Regions from separate parts of the Mus musculus genome. Here region 2 is linked to region 1. Evidence: chromatin contacts called from public promoter capture Hi-C data. All regions are on one chromosome and are shown on one strand. The core of a region is the stretch at or near the end of the contact, and the rest is flanking DNA. Distances in the headings are between cores, read along the strand shown. Region 1 holds the start of Cyth4 (cytohesin 4). Region 2 holds the start of Cdc42ep1 (CDC42 effector protein (Rho GTPase binding) 1).

Region 1 (5,665 bases), core at 871-3,370:
GTTTTCCCTGTTGCTATGACATTATATTCTGACAAAAGCAACTTAGTTTCTATTCTTCTCAGAGCTCAAAGGTACAGTCCGCCATGACAGAAGAGGCAAGGCAGCAGATTGAAGCAGCCAGTGAAATTCCACCCACAGTCAGGAAGCTGAGGAAGATAGATGAGCACACTGCTGCTGCTCAGCTTCCTGTCTCTGTTTATGCAGTCCAGGAAGCCAGCCAGGGAATGGCGCCACCCACAGTGGGCAGGTCTCCCCTTCCTGATTAACAAAAACTAAGATGACCCCCACAGACATGTCCAGAGGCCTGTCTCCCAGGGGGCTCTAGACTCTGTCAAGTTGACAATTTACACTAACCACCCTGATGATCACCCAAGTCATGGTCCCTTTAATGACAGGCACTGGCTCCTCCTACATAATGTAAACTGATCGCCATTGCGGTCAGATGCTGCCCACATTAGCTAATGACCAGTAATCCTGGGAGGGGTCTCAGGGGCGGGAGAAATTCCTAAGGGTGAATTTCGATGTGGCAATGGGGACCTTTTCCCCCAGTTCTCTGTCCCTGCTGTAGCCCACCCCACCCGCAAGCACTAGCTCCCACCTTCCTGCTGCCTGTGGAGGATCCTGTTTCTTAGCAAGTCCTGTGGCCAAACTTGGATGAGAAAGGACAGAAGTGGGAGACACAGGGCATCTGGAAAGCCAGAATGCTGCAGAGGCCAGCCTGCTCCATTCCGTAAACCAGATTAATCCAGGCCTCCAGGGCGCCCCCTGTTGTTGATACATAAAACTGCACCACTCTCTCAGCTAGACTTTGGGTCAAAGACACAGGGTTGAGCTCAGACTCCAGGCGGTGGGGGGGGGGGCACACCCCACTTCTGTGTGTGCGTGTGCATGTGCAGGGCCTTGGCTATGCTAGACAAGCTCTCTACCCATGAGCTATGTCCCCAACCCTCTTCTTGTTTCTTATTTTAAGACAGGTTTTCACTGGATCAGGCTTGAATTTTTAATCCTCCTGCCTCAGTCTCCCAAGAAGCCAGGATGACAGGCCTATACCTCCAGGCCGGAAATGTCTGCATCACTCAAGGAAGGAACTACATGCCTATCTTCCCTGGGTGTATTCATTCATTCACTCATTCATTAGTTCATCCTCACTTGAACACTCCTTTCTCCTCACATTTTACGAGAGACTAGGACACAAATGTGACCTTGCCCTCACTGGACTTCTAAATAGATTGGAAACAGATCAGTGAGCCAGGATGTGCCCTGAATTCCAAAGAGTAAGCGCTCCTCTGACTGAAGTTTCTGTCAGCCATCCCTTTTTCTCTGCAGGATCTGAACCAACTCACCAGAAAAGGCCTGAGAAACAAAGCAGTCAACAATGGGGCAGCTGGGGGGGGGGCAGTTAAAGCCTAAAGGAAAATCATTTTTTGAACACCTACTACATTCCAAGAATCTTACACTGCTCTTTCTACATTCCCAAGGTTGAGTGTGCATACTCTCTTCGGACGCAAGCCAAATGAGACTCGGTGTAATAGGTTGACTAGCCCGAAGTCACATGCACCCTGTTGGTGGTGACACCTGCCTGAGTGGAGATGCTGAGGGTCAAACAACTGGATCTGGCCACAAAGTCACATGGAAGGATTGTACAGATTTGATGGTGAGTTTCCTAGCGGCCCGGGGAGAGAGGGAAATTAGACACTTTGTGAGACGTGGGGGGGGGGGGGGGCATTTCTTTAAAAAAAAAAAAAAAAGCAAAGCCCCTCCCCCATCCCTGAATGACTTGTCTTTTCTCCAATGAGATTTGATTCAGGGGAGTTCAGAGAGGACCCTAGAAGCTGGGAAATCTTTTGGCTTATATTTAAAGAGGTTGCTGGGTAAAGACCCGCGCCCCCCAGAGAAGGTCCATCGTTAGGACCTTCTTCCCCTGTGACTGAGCTTGTGGGGGCCCATAATCCACCTGTCTGTCTGTCTGTCTGTTTGTCTTTATCCACCCACCCCCACTCCCCTGCCCTAGCTCTGTCTTCCTTCTGCTTCCCCACTTTCCAAGTACTCAGATGCCAGGGTCTGAGCTAACTGGTGAAACTCAACTGCCTTTAGGAAGTGCGCTCTGTGTCAGGAGCCTGCGCACAGACCCCTGTGGCCAGGGCTGACTTCCTCCCACAGGGTCTGGGCGGGGCAGGCAGGAAGGGGCCATGACTGGTCCTCTTGGCTACCCACCAGAGCAGCAGCTGAGCTGGCAAGGCAAGCAGCTGGGCCACCTTTCCCCTGGGCTTCAGAATGGATGTGTGTCACACAGGTAAGCGATAGGTCCCAGCCACGGGCCTCAGTCCTTTCCTCCGGCAGAACAGGGAATCAAGGGCAGCCGTGCCCAGAAGGCCAGGAAAGAAAACCTCAAACTCCATGTGCAGAGGTAGGCACCGGGCTAGACTCCAGGCCTCGGGGTCCCACAGGCATCTGAGTGGTTGCTTACCTCCTGGGCTCTGCACTATGAGGTGGATGATGACAAACGAGATAAAAGATAGATAAAACAGGAGATCAAGGACGAGGGAAGAAGGAATTGGGAGTGCTCAGGCCGACGCGGCTCAGCAGAGTTCTTGGGAGTTCCAAGGAAGAGTTTTCAGGAGGGAAGGCCCCCCATAAGGGACCTGGGAAGAATGACTTCTGATGAAGGTGGATATTGTTGGTGGTGACACCTGCCTAGACCCTGTGAGGGCCCTACAGAGTCTTCTTAGCTCCTGGGGTCTGGTGACGTTTGATGGAGGCTGGGGACACTGCCTGAAGGAGTAACATTCATTCAATGAGGCCCTGGCACAGTAGGCCCTGTTCACTCAGTAACCAGGGCGGTGGGTCTGAGGGACAGAGAAAAAGGAAATGGGAGGGACAGGCTGGTGTGGTTCTCAGGGAGCAGAGAGCAGGGCTGTGGGTGGAGCCATGTCCCTGTACCCTCAGAGAGTTCTCTTGGAGTTCTGGGCTCTGAGGGACTGCAGCTGCTGGCTGTCTGGATCCCCAGGTCTATATGACTGGTTCAGAGTGACAGATTCTCCAAATGATACCTAACCCTTAACAGCCAGGCCCCACCCACCAGCACTGGGCCCCGCCCACTGGTGCTGAGCCCCGCCCACTGGTGCTGAGCCCCGCCCACTGGTGCTGAGCCCTGCTCACTGGTGCTGGGTATTCTCCAGATGCTATGCCTTGTTCTGTATTCCAGAAACCGATCAGGTTCTTCCTTCCTTCCTTTCTTTTGTTTGTTCTCTCTCTCTCTCTCTCTCTCTCTCTCTCTCTCTCTCTCTCTCTCTCTCTCTTTCTTATCCCCACCCCCTTTATTTTTAGATTTTTGGAGACAGTGTTTCTCCATGTAGCCTTGACTGTCCTGGAACTAGCTCTGTAGACCAGGTTGGCCTCAAACTCACAGAGACCTGCCTGCCTCTGCCTCCCAAGTGCTGGGATTAAAGGTGTGCACCACCACTGCACCTGGCTCCCTCAGACTCTTTCAACAGCCATTTATTTATGGTCGGGATACAGGGGGCTTTGACAGGACATAATATAAGAAGAGGCTGTGGCTCTGGCCACCAAAGATCTCCTTAATATAACCTCTCCCTTGTCTCTTTGGGTGTTGTGTGTGTGGGGGGGGGGGGGGGCGGTTGAGTTAAGTTCCACAAAGACACAGGGACTAGGCTGAGGTTCAAGGCCAACAAGAAGGCAAAGGGAGACCAGGCAAAGGGTCTCCACGGACTGCTCCATCATTCTGTTTGTTCATTATTTATTCATCCATTTTACAAACGGCCCCGTGGCATGCTTCAAAATGGCCAAAGGGGAGCTGGTTGACATTCCAGGGTGCTGAGTGGAGGGACAGAGGACTCTGATCCCCGCCTGGCCATACCCACAAATGAGAAGAATGAGAAAGGGGACTGGGGACTTCCTGGGGGAGGCATCAGGGAAGGGGGAATCTTTCTGTTACCCAGGTCCCACAGAAGCCCATGGAGGCCGGGGCTCTCCTCAGATTCATTGTCTGTGAACGGCTGGTCCTTTGTCTTCCTGGCCTGCCTCTGAGAATGTGGGCATCTGCCCTGCAGGTGCCAGGGCTGGGTCTCTTCTGCAGGAGGCACGGGCTCCTTTGTGATGTTTATGGAAGGGGATGGTGGCAAAGGCTCTCCCAAGCTGCTTCTGGCTCCGCCATGAACCTGCATTACAGGGAAGCAGGTTAAGACCCTTCCTTCCCCCAGGGCCTGCAACAAGGTGAGCCCTGCCTGGTGAAGGCATGAGGGCAGACAGGCTAACACTAGAGCGCACTGGCAGGGAGAGGAAGCTCCCTCCCCTTCTACCTAACCACCCCTCAGGAGCCCCGTCCCTGTACGCCCACTGGTACCCCCTTCACCAGGAAAGGGGAACTGGGGCCAGCTGGCCTGGAAGCCAAGCTGCAGGCACCAAAAATAAGATGGGAAAGAGGAAGGGTGAGAGGGAAGTGGTGAGGAGCTGAGGTGGCAGCTGCCGGGCAGTGGGCACTGGGCACTCACTGGCCTGAGACTGGGACACAGAGGGCAGACTAGGTAGGGGTGAAGGTGACCGCTTTCACACCGTTGTGGTTGGCATAGGGTCAGATTGCCCAGGCGTGTGGATTTCACAAGGCTCTAGGAGGGTTGTAGGCTCTGGCCCCAGGTAGGTAGAGCGCTACCCCAGCTCCACCGCAACCAGCTATGTTGGCTGAGAGAGGCCATTTAACCTCTCTGAACCCCAAGAGTATCACCTATAGCAGGGAGTTAGAAATCCCCTCTTCAGAGTATGGGGGATTGAGAGACGGGAGGAGCAGTGCACACAGTGGGTCCTCAGTCAAGAGGGAGGGGCACTGAGAGCACTCAGGGCCAGCACACAGAGGGAGGCGGAGTGGCATTGGGAAACCCAGCTTCCACCTCCCTCAAGGTGGTCGGATGTCAGTGGGGAGCGTGGACACGGAAGGAAAAGTGACAAGACCTGGCGATGGCGGTGCCCAGAGGCTAGAGGGAGGTGCTGTCAGGTGCCTGGGATTGGGGTGCATTCCTAGAGCTCAGAAGAGGCTGGGTAGAGGGGAATTCCCAGAGATGACTGAGGTCCAGGTGCAGCTTGGTAGCCAGTCAGTCTAGGTTTCACGAGAGATGCTGTCAGTGACAGTGCATGCCTTTAGTTCCGGCACTCAGGAGGCAGAGGCAGGTAGGGTTTGAGGCCAGCCTGGTCTACAGACTGAGTTCCAGGACAGCCAGGGATAAAACCTGTCTCAAAGAGAAGAAGACACGTGGTGTCAGCCTCTGACCTCTACAGGGGTGGACATACATGCTCATTCACTCTCCAAACACAGATACATGCATGCACACACATGTACACACACACACAAGCATGCGTACACACATGCATGCATGTATGCGCACATACATACTCACACCTGGCTTGCCTGGGCAAAGCCTGTATCAGTAACCATACTGAAATCCCATACTGTTCCTTTCCAGTTGTGTGACCTGGGATATGTCACCTCACCCCCTGAGTCCCCGAGTCTTAAACTGAGAACTACCCCTGTAAAGAATCATGGAGACTAAATGACCGGGGTCCCTTGGGTATCCAAGAGTTTGGACTTCCATGAGACCTGCATCACACTCCTCTCTGCCCCCTTGGAAGAGGATCTCTACCCCTGCAGGGACAA
Region 2 (5,665 bases), core at 1,315-3,814, 250 kb after region 1:
GAGGAGAAAGATGCAAGAAGAGGGGGGGTGCTCACCCCTGATTCCTGGATCCCAAGACTCTTCTTTTCCTACCATTTTCCAGAGGAAACTGAGTCAGAGCCTTCAATCTGGAGTGGGACCAGGAGCAGGGAATGCAGCCTACATGGAGATAGACTTACCTAGAGACAACCTACAACTGTGAGCAAGGGTCCCTCTCACCCTCAGTTCCCCCATCTGTACAATGGGAAGACAATGTCGGTCCACAAGATTGCCACACCACCAGCTGGGAGAGAGGGAGTCCCTGGAATCTGGTCCAGAGGTTAGGAGGTTCTGAACCACTGAGCCAGGGTACAGAGGATGGCGCAAGAGTGGAGGAGAGTAAACACTTGCATCCAGACAGCTTTCTCCCATCAGCTTCTGTGATGATGCAAGCTTTTGCTCCCGGCACACCAGAGGCAGGGGCAGACAGAGCTCTGTGAGTTTAAGGCCAGCCTGGTCTATATAATGAACTCCAGGCTGCTGGGATGCTCCATCCATAGTAAGATGTTGTCTCAACAAACAAAGCAAAGACTGCAAACACACCCTCAGGTATGGTAAATGCCTGCCCTGGAGCTAGGCCCATTTTAAAGAGATGTCTACCCTGTGCTCACAGCTAGCCTGGCACTCTGGGTCTTTGACACAGAGCCAATTATTCTGAGTTGCTCCAGGAACCCTGACTGGAGGGATAAGTCGTTTTCCAGCCAGCCAGAACACCTTTGAGAGGGAAAGTAAGGGCTATTGCTAATCACACTGGGGCACTGGTGCTCCCTACAAACAGGAAATGCGGCCATCCTGCCAAAGGAGGAGGCCATGGACAAGTCACTTCACTCTTTCTGCAAAACAGACCCGATGACAGGATTGTCCCCATGGAGCTGTCACGGAGATTAAATGTGATTACACGTGGTATGCGTTAGGTGCGCAATAAAAGCTGAGCGATTTTTAATTGCACCTATGCACGCACATATGCACGCACAGACACCTGACCATAGTTAAATACCCAGGCCCTGCCCGGCCCAGTTCTCTCCCACAGTGTTCCATGAGTTTCTGTGCCTCTGAGTCTTTGGGACACTGTCCCCAATTTCCCTGGGTGGCCCTGGGGGGAAAGATCTGGAACTGCTGTATCTCAGTCTTCTCTGCCTGCCACTGGTGTTCTCTGGGCCTCAGTTTCTCCATCTGTCCATCTGGGAAAAAATGATCCACCCCCTGTCGGCTAGCGTGAGGGTTTAGAGTGCCAACCCTGAAGCACAGCATTCTGTGAGGGAGGAGTAAGAGCTTGTCCTGTCCTGTCCCCCTCGGTCCTTAGGGCTCCTCACCCCTGCAGGGACAGTACCGCCCAGCTCCATCCCTGCCTCTGAGCTCAAAGCCTTTGCCCACAGTCTGTCCAGTGTGAACTTCCTAGGCCCTCTGCATCTCTATTTAAAACTTAACCTGGCTTCCTGCTCCTTTAGGGAACCTTGCTCAATACCCCACTCCCAGACTACCTTAGGGACATGTACTGCCACACACAGCCCCCAGGATTCCTGTCTGTCTGTCGTCACAGAAAAATCAGAGGGTACACGGATGGAGGGGCCTAGGATCTGTCTTCTTGAGCATGGCTGGCTTTGTGCCTTCTTTGAAGTAGTGGGGGCCTCACTAAAGGTTTCTAAGGTGTGACCTCATTTACCTGTTCAGCAACTCTCTTAGTTGTTAGAGCGGAGAACAGAAGATAATGTAATATCTGATGTCTGCTTTGATAACTCCACTATAGTAGGGGTATGTGTGTGTGTGTGTGTGTGTGTGTGTGTGTGTGTGTGTGTGTTTCTGGGAACAGAACTTCCATCCTCTGGAAGAGCATAAAGCACTCTTAACTGCTGAGCCCTGTCTCCGGCCCCATGGGGAAACTGAGACACTTGAAAGGCAAGGAGGAACAAGGGCCATCCCAGCTTAAGGGTCCATGAGATTATCACAGGTTACCCTACACCCCTCTACATAGTGGTCAGCTGTAAAGGCCTCTTCCCCAGAGCAGCTAAATATTCTGCTGGCACCCGACGGGGCTTGTATTGGGTTGCCAGGAATGGGGAATGGAGAAAATGGGAAAGAGTGAATGCCCCACATTTAAAAAAAAAAGAAAGAAAGAAAGAAAGAAAGAAAGAAAGAAAGAAAGAAAGAAAGAAAGAAAGAAAGAAAGAAAAAAATTCCAGCGAGTCTTCTGGTCAGTTCCTCCCGCCCCAGCAAGGAAAGGCTGGAGGCCCAGGACAGGGCTGTCAATCCTGGACTCCCCGAGGTCATCTAAGGAGCAGTGGGCAGCAAAGAGTCCCAGTGGCCTCCTCCAGGCAGTCCGGGCTCAAGACAGAGCGAACATTCCCGAGGTCGCCCCGCCTAGGGGTGGTGGGCAGGGGCCTGGCCTGGCTTGGCATCCCTGCCGCGCCACTGCAGCGCTCGCGGCGTGGCCAGCCAGCCCGGGAGGGGGCGCGGCCGCCGCGGGCGGAGCAGGGGCGGAGGGAGCCCGCAGCCCGCCCCCGCCCCGGGATCTGGCGGCCGAGCCCGCGGCCAGGGCGGCGCAGACCGGCCCAGCGACTCTCGGGTAGCGCTGGGACGCGCCGCCGCCGCGCCCGCCCCTGGACCCCCCGGGCTCGACGACACGAGGTAATCGTGGGCGCGGGCCGGGGGAGTGCGTACAGTCCTGGGCGCGGAGGGTGCGCGGGGCCAATCCGTAGGAGGCTGGAAAGTTCAGACTTCTCGGGTGGTTTTGTCACGTTGCGGGACGGCTCAGGGCACCAAAACCGAAGGGTAACGCAGTATACTGGGACGCGAGCAGAGGTGCCCAGGGCCGTCTGCCGCGTTCCTGCGCGGGCAGCGGAAGGGAAGGGACCCCAGGGCCTCTCGGCGACGCCAGCGCGGGAGCGGGAAGCTGGGGGGTGGGGGGGACGGACGATGGGGACAGGGCACCCTGCCCCCTCCCCAGCTGCATTCCAGGCTGGAGCAGCGGATGAGGTCATCCCGTCCGGTTCCCTTCTGGCCACGGCAGCCGCTGCCCTCTGCCCGCGCCGGACGGGAGCGAGAGACTCTCCCAAAGTCTCTCTTATGAGGTTCCCAGAAGGGAATGTTTCCTGGTTGAAGTTTTTCCTGGACTTCCCATCCCAACTGATTGTGCCCTTGTCCCAACTCGCCAAGTTTGAAGGCCGTTTTTCTACACTGGGAAACTGAGGCTGAGAGAGCACAGCGGTGGAGGGGGGGACTGCCTAGCTTTAACTTGGGGTGCTGGGGCAAGAAGACGTCTTAGTCGGTAGTGTCACACACAATTTAATACCGCCACCACTTGGGAAACTGAGGCAGGACGGTCACAATTTCGAGGTCAGCCTGGGAGATATATAGCAAGACCTTTTCAACAACACACACGTCTTTCCTCCCACTTTCCAGTGGTTCCCTTCTGTCCTACCGGCTCAACGAAGTTCAGAGAAGTCTGATCTGGGACAGTGACTCTGGGCAGTTTGTCTTAGTTTCCCTGTCTTCCACCCCAAAGTGCTGGACTTTGAGGGGATGTCCCTGGAGGACTTCTAATCTCAAATGTCACAAATTGGGGAAAATAGGAAGCAACAAAATCCCGCGGTTTCAGTGTTGCTATCTATCAAAGAGCCACTGTACCCACACTTCCCCTCCGGCGCCCCCAGCAGGCTGTCCGGGAGGTGGGGCTCTGCACACCTGCCTGAGGGTGTGTCTGGGTACTCCAAGGAGCAGCGCTTCTGCTCTTCTGCTCTGCTCCCTCTCTTTCCCCACCATCGGAGTGGCTTCTCTTACCCCACTTCCTTGCCTCCACATCCACCCCGTTGGCCTCTGAGTGAGTGGAGCCGGCCAATGCCCCAAAACTTGTCCCTGTGGTCATTACTACTGAGGGAGCCCTGGCCACGTGCCCAGACCATTGCACAGTAAATATAAGAGTTCTGTGGGGGTACTAAGCCTCACTGTGGCCACTCATGCCCTGGTCCCGGATGCCGAAGTGCAGAGCCTGAGTCCCGTTCCTCTCATGCTAGCTTCTCCTTAGCTACCACCTTCTCTCAGAGGGCAAGGCCATTCTGCCAGTGTTGGTAAAATGTCAGCTCCAGGGTTCACGCTGTTTTTGTTCTGTGATCTGGGTCTCTTCCCCCAACCCCCATGTAAAATGGGAGCCGGGAACCTTTACAGGGGCGATTGCCTGGGCCTTTGAGACACGAAAGGTTCCAGTACCTTAGATCCGGGTCAGGCAGAGCGACCGACCTAAAGGCCAGCAACTGTCTGTGGTTAGCACCACGGGGTAGGTAGGTGGCTGGAATGAAATATGTCCCTTACTCATGAAATGTTGGATTTGAACCCAGGCCTGCCCCACTCCAGGATGGGAGAAGTTTCTCCATCTTCTACCCCCTCCTCCCTTCTCTGGCAGAGGCTCTTAGACCTGCTTTCTCCATGTGAAGACAGAAACAGTAGCTGAAGTTGAGCCAGGATGCTCTGCCTCAGTAGATGGGTGTAGAGGATGCTATCTAGAGGTGCCCAGAGGCATTTGGGAGGTGGCTTCATCACATGGTTAGTCAAGGAGTGATATGGGGACAGGACCCCTCTCCCTGGAAGACACTCAGAAGTTAGAGGATCTGGTGGGGGAGGGTATCTACCACGTTTACACGGTAGGCACAGTGGACCCTTCCACGTGCCATTTTGCTGAGTGAGCCCTACGCTACTCCACAACTCCTTTCTCCACAGACTAGTTTTTATAGGGCTGGGAAACCTGGCCGGCGTTTACCTGCCACGGGACCTGGGTGAGTCTGTTCCCCAGGCCGTGTCAGCCTTCTTTGTAGCCTGAGCCAGCCTTCCAGCCTCAAGGGGGTGTTGGAGACTCATCTGATGACATCATGTCATTGGTCGGCCTACAGCAAAGCAAAGTGCTTTATAACTTCAGCAAACATTCCACAGGGGACCTTTCGGTGCTGGGGGTGCCAGGGAAAGGGATGATTCACAAGTTGCCCCCCCTCCTGGTGTGGGGAGGAGCTAGGGTTGGAGGAGGATCCGGTGGTAGGACGGAAGAGAATGCAGTCCCAAAACAAAGCGAGCTTTGTCCAGTTCTCCTCTTTGTTTTATCTTGTTAGTTAACCTATTTTGAATTTCAAATAACATTATAGAAGGGCTCGCACTGAGAATTTTTATGCTTGCAGGCGGCAGCTAGGGCTGAGAAAATTAAAAAAAAAAAAAAACCAAGCCAATTTTGAATCTCTGGTCTAGATCTTTATCAGCTGAGCAGGTGTGTGGAGGTGACTTGTCCAAGGTCACAGGGTGAGGACTCTGAGTCCCCAGCCTACTCTACCCACCTCAGAAGGTGCCAGGAGGTAGTCTTTGGCGGGAAGGTTATCTCAGCTAGCGATTAGGCCGGCCACGTGCTAGTGCCGGGAGGGAGAGAGGCAGGAAAATCCAGGCGTCGCTCCACCCTCAGCCTGCTCAGGGAAACAAGACTGGGCCCCGAAAGCCAGCGAGGGCTTAAGTGAGTCAGAGGCTCCGAGTTCAAGTTGGGACTAGCTTTTTGGTGGGACCTTGAGCAAGCGTGGCCCTCACTGGGTCCCAGAAAATCAGAGTTCAGTCTACAGGATTCCCAAAGGCTTTCCAACCCCCTAGGGAAGGAGAAGAGGGGACACCGAGGGACCAGCTG

What was found. Capture Hi-C pulls out chosen DNA fragments and counts their contacts.
Region 2: a contact with region 1 is called in a promoter capture Hi-C map of adipose tissue. The contact joins the promoter of Cdc42ep1 here to the promoter of Cyth4 in region 1. A contact is called at or near these places in 19 of 39 promoter capture datasets (3T3-L1-derived adipocytes, the C10 cell line, the HPC-7 cell line and 11 more), 4 of 15 datasets of contacts at CTCF or cohesin (embryonic stem cells, hippocampal excitatory neurons, large pre-B cells and 1 more), 24 of 484 Hi-C or Micro-C datasets (B cells, the C10 cell line, CD4 T cells and 14 more), 17 of 115 datasets of contacts at active chromatin or transcription factors (Th17 cells, acute myeloid leukemia, astrocytes and 11 more) and 4 of 9 other capture datasets (adipose tissue, embryonic stem cells, liver and 1 more).

Annotation. Positions count from the first base shown.
Region 1 is chr15:78,594,927-78,600,591 of GRCm38.p6, forward strand. It overlaps Cyth4 (cytohesin 4), which reads left to right and starts at 2,121. Exons shown (of 13, transcript NM_028195.3): 1 at 2,121-2,293. The coding sequence starts at 2,275. Gm52186 (a long non-coding RNA gene) reads right to left here. Exons shown (of 4, transcript XR_003951538.1): 3 at 4,966-5,665; 4 at 3,640-4,178.
Region 2 is chr15:78,840,083-78,845,747 of GRCm38.p6, forward strand. Cdc42ep1 (CDC42 effector protein (Rho GTPase binding) 1) reads left to right here and starts at 2,565. Exons shown (of 3, transcript NM_027219.3): 1 at 2,565-2,643.